Linked DNA regions of Mustela erminea: region 2 is linked to region 1. The links are chromatin contacts, called in public Hi-C maps. All regions are on one chromosome and are shown on one strand. The core of a region is the stretch at or near the end of the contact, and the rest is flanking DNA. Distances in the headings are between cores, read along the strand shown.

The links. A called contact is a pair of places that touch in the nucleus more often than the background predicts.
Region 2: a contact with region 1 is called in a Hi-C map of spleen, with 3 times the contacts expected there. The contact joins the promoter of C20H16orf92 here to the promoter of C20H16orf54 in region 1. A contact is called at or near these places in 2 of 3 Hi-C or Micro-C datasets (fibroblasts and spleen).

What each region holds. Positions count from the first base shown.
Region 1 is chr20:1,104,553-1,107,252 of mMusErm1.Pri, forward strand. It overlaps C20H16orf54 (transmembrane protein C16orf54 homolog), which reads right to left and starts at 1,341. Exons shown (of 2, transcript XM_032327879.1): 1 at 810-1,341; 2 at 1-368. The coding sequence starts at 368. All of the region lies in intron 2 of LOC116580962 (a long non-coding RNA gene), which reads right to left.
Region 2 is chr20:1,323,829-1,326,528 of mMusErm1.Pri, forward strand. C20H16orf92 reads left to right here and starts at 1,293. Exons shown (of 4, transcript XM_032328391.1): 1 at 1,293-2,293; 2 at 2,591-2,700. The coding sequence starts at 2,185.

The sequences.
Region 1 (2,700 bases), core at 91-2,590:
GCTGTTGCCCGGGCCTCCAAGGTGCCCCCCGGGGTGGGAGGGTCTGGGGCCCGGTCCATCAGCAGGGGGACCGCAGAGCCGTACCAGTCCTCCGAACGCTCTCGGGGGGTGCCCCTGGGCTCGATCCACAGTTCTCCTCCGGGGCGCCAGACCAGGGTGGGCGCGTGGTGGCTGGGGTCTGCGTGCTGGGAGCGGCGGAACAGGCGTTCTGCCAACACGGCTGTGCTCAGGAGGAAGAGCGCGGCCAGGGAGGCCAGCGCCAGCATGGTGGGGATGCAGGGTCCGCACGGCAGCGGGGGCCACGAGCCCATCTCGGGCACAGGGAGGCCCCCCGTGTGCCCAAAGGGCTGCTCTGGAGTGGAAGGCATCTGGAGAGACAAGGGTGGGGAGAGTAAGGCATCGAGACCGGGTGGGCGCGGCCTAGAGGGCGCGAGAGGCAGCGAGTGTCCGGACCACAGTGAGGACAGAGGCAGAGGCCCAAGGGGCTCGGTATCTGGCCTGGAAAGCAGACCCAGGCGGATAGAGGAACCAAGGGGACCCAAAAGGGCAAGAGAGAGACAGAAGCCTGGAGAGCCAGGGCACCTCTGTGGCCGGGAGCCCAACACTCCTGCTCAGGCTCCCCACCCAGCTCGCTTCCAGAAGCCCTGGTTCCCTCTACGACCCCGGGGTGCCTCAGACAAAACTCTAAGGGCCCTAGCACCCCCCCCACCCCTGCGCCCTAGGTCTTGCTGGAGCCTCAGAGGAAGTCGTGGGTGAGGAAACGAGAGTCCCCCGCCCCCCGCCGGCTCCCGCCCTGTGTGAGCACCCACCCGCCGTGGGCTGGCCTGGACGTTCCCGGGCCTCACGACTCTCCCCGCGAAGCAGGTCTTGCTCTCTCCAGGCTCCGCTTCGCTTGCTGTCGTGCTAGGCGTCGGGCGTCCCCACCGCACCTGTGGCTGTCCCCACCGACTCCGTCTCCCTTGCTTGCCTCTGCCCGCCGGGCCCCACACCTACAGGGGCCTCACGCCGGCGCAGCCCCAGGGCTCCCGGCTCTCTGTTCGGAGCTCTCCTCCCTGTGCAGGAGGGTGCCGGGCAGCGGCCCCACATGAGGGCGGAAGGGAGGGCACCACCTGTTGCCGGGCGACGGTGCCCCAACTCCTCCAGGCCCAGTGGGGTTTCCTAGGCGACCTGGGGGGATGTGGTCAGTGTGGTGGAGAGGCGCTTCCTGGAGAGAGGTGGGGCCCGAACCGGGGCAGTGGTTGGTTGTACTGAACTCCGGCTCACCCCATAGTCAGGCCCCAGGCCCCAGAACGTTCACCCAGAGACAGAGAAGGAGGTCGGTTTGCAGAGCCCCGAGGCTCCTGGCTTCCCCCCGTACGGGGGTGCCCTGTCCCCTGCCTGCCCATAGGACCCCGCCAAACCTGCTCCCGCCGCCCAGCCCACACCCCCTCCAGCCTTCCCCATCCTTCTCATGAACAGACATCTCCTTGTCTTCTGGCCTTGTGGTCTCCGTTTTGGCCGGAAGACATCTGTGAAGTGAGGCGTGGGTAGGAGCGGAGTAAGGCCTCTGGGAAGAATGCACGGTCGGGCTGAGGCCTATCTCCAAGGCTCTGGACATTTGCCACCCTGGTCCTTTCTCCTGGGGTCAGGGGTCAGAGGAGCCTGGGGGCGGGCGTGAGGGAGAGTCCTCAGCCACTTGGGTCCTTTCAGAGATGGTCTAGTTTGACTCGATGGCAGACAGATGACGAGCAGGCCCCACAGAAGGGCCGTGTCGTGCCCAAGGTCGCACAGCCCATGTAGGTGTTGGGGACCGGAGAAGCACAGCTCTAAATTCCTAGTCCAGCAAGCAACCAAACACAACGCAACTCTTACTCAGGGTTCATATTTTCTTTTGCAAAATAACAGCCATCGAATAAGAAAGGCTAAACAATATGTAATATGAATGTCCACTGAAACGTAAGCGTCTTACCAGATGGTCACAAGGGCAGCCGGGCTCCCCTTGCTGCGTCCTGCAGGCTTGCGCACAGGAGGGGCAGGCGGGGGTGGGGCGGGGCGGGTGCAGAGAAAGACAGACAGAATCCCAAGCAGGCTCCATGCTCCTCATGCAGGCTGACTTGGGGTTTGATCTCATGACCCTGATCATGACCTGAGTTGAGATCAAGAGTCAGATGCTTAACTGACTGAGTCATCCAGATGCCGCTGTATGTTTTAATTCTATCACTTAAAAAAAAATGCTTAACATTTTTTAACTAGTTCCTTCAAAAATTAAAAATAGAATTACCCGGTGATCCAGCAATGATATTTCTATGTATATCCAGAAGAACTGAAAGCACAGAGTCAAACAGGTATTTGCACACCACTGTTGATTAGCCGTGTTATTCCCAGCAGCCAACAGGTGGGAAAAACTAAAATGTCCATCAACGGAGGATAAACAGAAGGCCGTATGCATACCCACCTATGCATGGACACAGCGGACTATTATTCAGCCCTAAAAAGGAAGGACAGTCTGACACCTGCTACAACATGGGTGAACCTTGAAAACCATATGCTGGGGGCACCTGGGTGGCGCAGTTGGTTAAGCGTCTGCCTTCAGCTCAGTTCGTGATCCCAGGGGCCTGGGATCGAGTCCCACATTGGGCTCCTTGCTCAGCGGGGAACCTGATTCTCTCATGAGCTCGTGCTCGCTCACGCTCTCTAACAAATAAAATCGTAAAAAAAAAG
Region 2 (2,700 bases), core at 43-2,542, 220 kb after region 1:
ATGATTGCTCTGTCTGCGGCGGGGGGGAGGGGGGCGGTTAAGGTGACTCCTGGCTCAAGGAACGGGGAGACCCGTTTGCGGCAATGGAAAGCAGGAGCCCAGTTTGGAATAGGAGAACCGAGAGGCCCATGTGTGATCTCTTGAGTTGGAGATGGTTTGGGACATAGAGAGACACGAAGCAGGAAGTTGGGTGGAGGAGTCTGGAGCTCAGAGGGGAGGACTAGGCTGGAAATATACATTTGTGAGTCACCAGCATATAGATGGTATTTAAAGCCATGAGACTGAATGAGATCACCTAGGGGGAGAGAATATAGACAAAAGGGAAGGTCCAAGGCTGAGCTGGCTGGAGAAGGTAGAACCCTGAAAATGGGTGCCCACGGCTCTCACACCGAGAGGCAAGGGCATGGTTCTGCTGCGAGACGGGACGGATGGAATGAAAAACACTAACCATCAGTTTTGGCAAGTTAGGAGGTCATTGTTAGACTTGGCAAAAGTGGCTTCAGTGGAGTGGTAAGGACAGAGCCAGGTCGGAAGGGGTTGAAGAACAGAAGCGGAGACATCAAGTGTAGACAGCCCCTGAGGGGTCATCTGTCTCTACCCGAATGATGTGCACCCAAGAGTTCTTTCCCCTGTGATCCCTGAGGGCAGAGACCAAGCCCTGGTGATTCCTATCTAGGCCACAAATGGAGCCCGGCACAGAGCAGGAACTCAATATTTACTTCACTGTCAGTGTCAAAAAGGCCTTTTCTGCTGGAGAGCAGCTGCACTCTTTCGGGGCGGGTGAGGAGACTCCAGGATCTACTCCCGTGACTTAAGGCTCTGGAGCCCTTCTCCTGGCTAAACGGGGGCCAGGACTTTGGGTAAGTCCCTTTCTCTTTCTTAGAAGAGAGAGCAGGGTAGGGGAGAGAGGCCCTCAGGACATCCCTAGACGTCAGACGTTAGCCTGTGCCTCCTCTCCTCCCATTTTCTCCTCCCTGAGCTTCATCGTTTGGGAAATAGAAGCTGAGCAGAGCCAGGACCCACCTGACTGCGGGCTACTGTGAGGACACAGAGGGAAGCCCCAGGGCAAAAAAGAGGAGTGGGGATCCATGGGAGGAGGGCGCCTCCATCACAGGACGGAAGACACCCCCCCCCCCAACACGCCACGGACACGTGCCTGGCTTGGGGGAAGTCACAGGACCCGCACTGGCAGAGACTGTCCAACAGGCATCTGTGTAGTCAAACCAAGAAGACCCTGAAGTGTCCTTGGGCTTGGGGGGGCGGGACACATCGGTGACGGACAGGCCCGTCTGCCAATCAGACGAGAGCTAACTCTGAGGCTGAGAGGGCCCGCAGGATGGACGGTGGCTGTGGGGAAGTGACAGACAACAGCGGGGATCGGAAATGGGAAACGGGATGGTCCTTGGGGGACCCCACCCAGAGAGGGGAGCCTGCCAGGGCGCTGTGGGTGACCAAAGGGCCTGCCTCGAGATGGGCGGGCCTTCCCTCCGACCACCCCCGAGCCAGCCGTTCCCGCAGCAGCACCTTCTCCTGCGGCACCTGCGGGAAGAGGCGGGAGGAGGGCTTGGAGGAGCTGGAGCGGGGCCCTCGCGGCGGGGAGGGAAACCGGCGACCGGGAGCACTGCTGCCACCTAGTGGGACACGCCTGTTATTTCTCCTGGCTCCCAACCCCAGGGTCATCCTCCGCGGAGCGCTAAGGGACACCCCCATGCCCTTGAATCTGGGGGCACAGGCAGAGGGTTGCCTCAGAGAGGAAAATGCCCGGCCCTGGGAAGTGTGCGTCGCCCACATGACTTTGCTCCTCTGTGCCTTGGTTCCCTTTTCAGTATATGGAGGACAGGCTAGCTGCGATGGGTAACGGAGTCCATGTCACAGTGGATGGGGCTGGGGGGTCACTGGAAGTGTTTATCCCTGCCCCTCCCCCCAGGAAAGACGGTGCCTGCTACATAAGGCACCTCTCCTTAGTCCCAGCTTCCAGCAAGCTTGTCCCGGGTCCCTCCTAGTTCTAAATGTTGGGACTGTCCCGTTACTGTTTTATCACTGGCATCGCCCCAACGGTGAAGGCCCTGGGCAAGGGGGGTCCTAAAGTGTCTTCTGATGCGGGGACTTGGGGGAAGGGTCCCAGCTCCCAGTGCTTTCTCTCGCCCCTCACCGCAGAGCTCATGCTCAGAATGACCCCAGGCTATGACGTCACAGAGCCCCCAACCCTGTCCCAGGAGCGGAAGGGTCATGAGGCTGCGGCAGTGGGCGTGGGCATGGGCGTGGCTGGCTGGGCTGGCGGCCGTGGAAACAGGTGGGAAGCTGCCCTGGGAGCGGTGGGGAGGGGGGGAGTCTTGGGGTGAAGGGTCGATCTGCCTTAGGAGCTGGGAGGCTGAGGAAGGGCCTTCCTCGCCCTCCACATGTCTCTCCTACCCTCCTCACCCTTCGCATGGAGAGCTCAGCTGATCCCTGAGAAGCTCCCGGAACAGAATCAGGCCCCTCCCCAGCCACGCTAACGCTGTGTGGCCTGGCAGGGTCCTGGGTCAGCTACAGCTTCTTGGGATGGAGGGCAGGGGTCTGCTTGGCTCTTGACATAGACTTTGTTCCCTAGCACCCAGCCAGGAGAGCACCAACACCTTGGCTCGGGGAGCAGAGTCTCTGTACTTCATAGACAGACCCGACTTCTTTGATTACCCAGACTCAGACCAAGCCAGGCTCCTG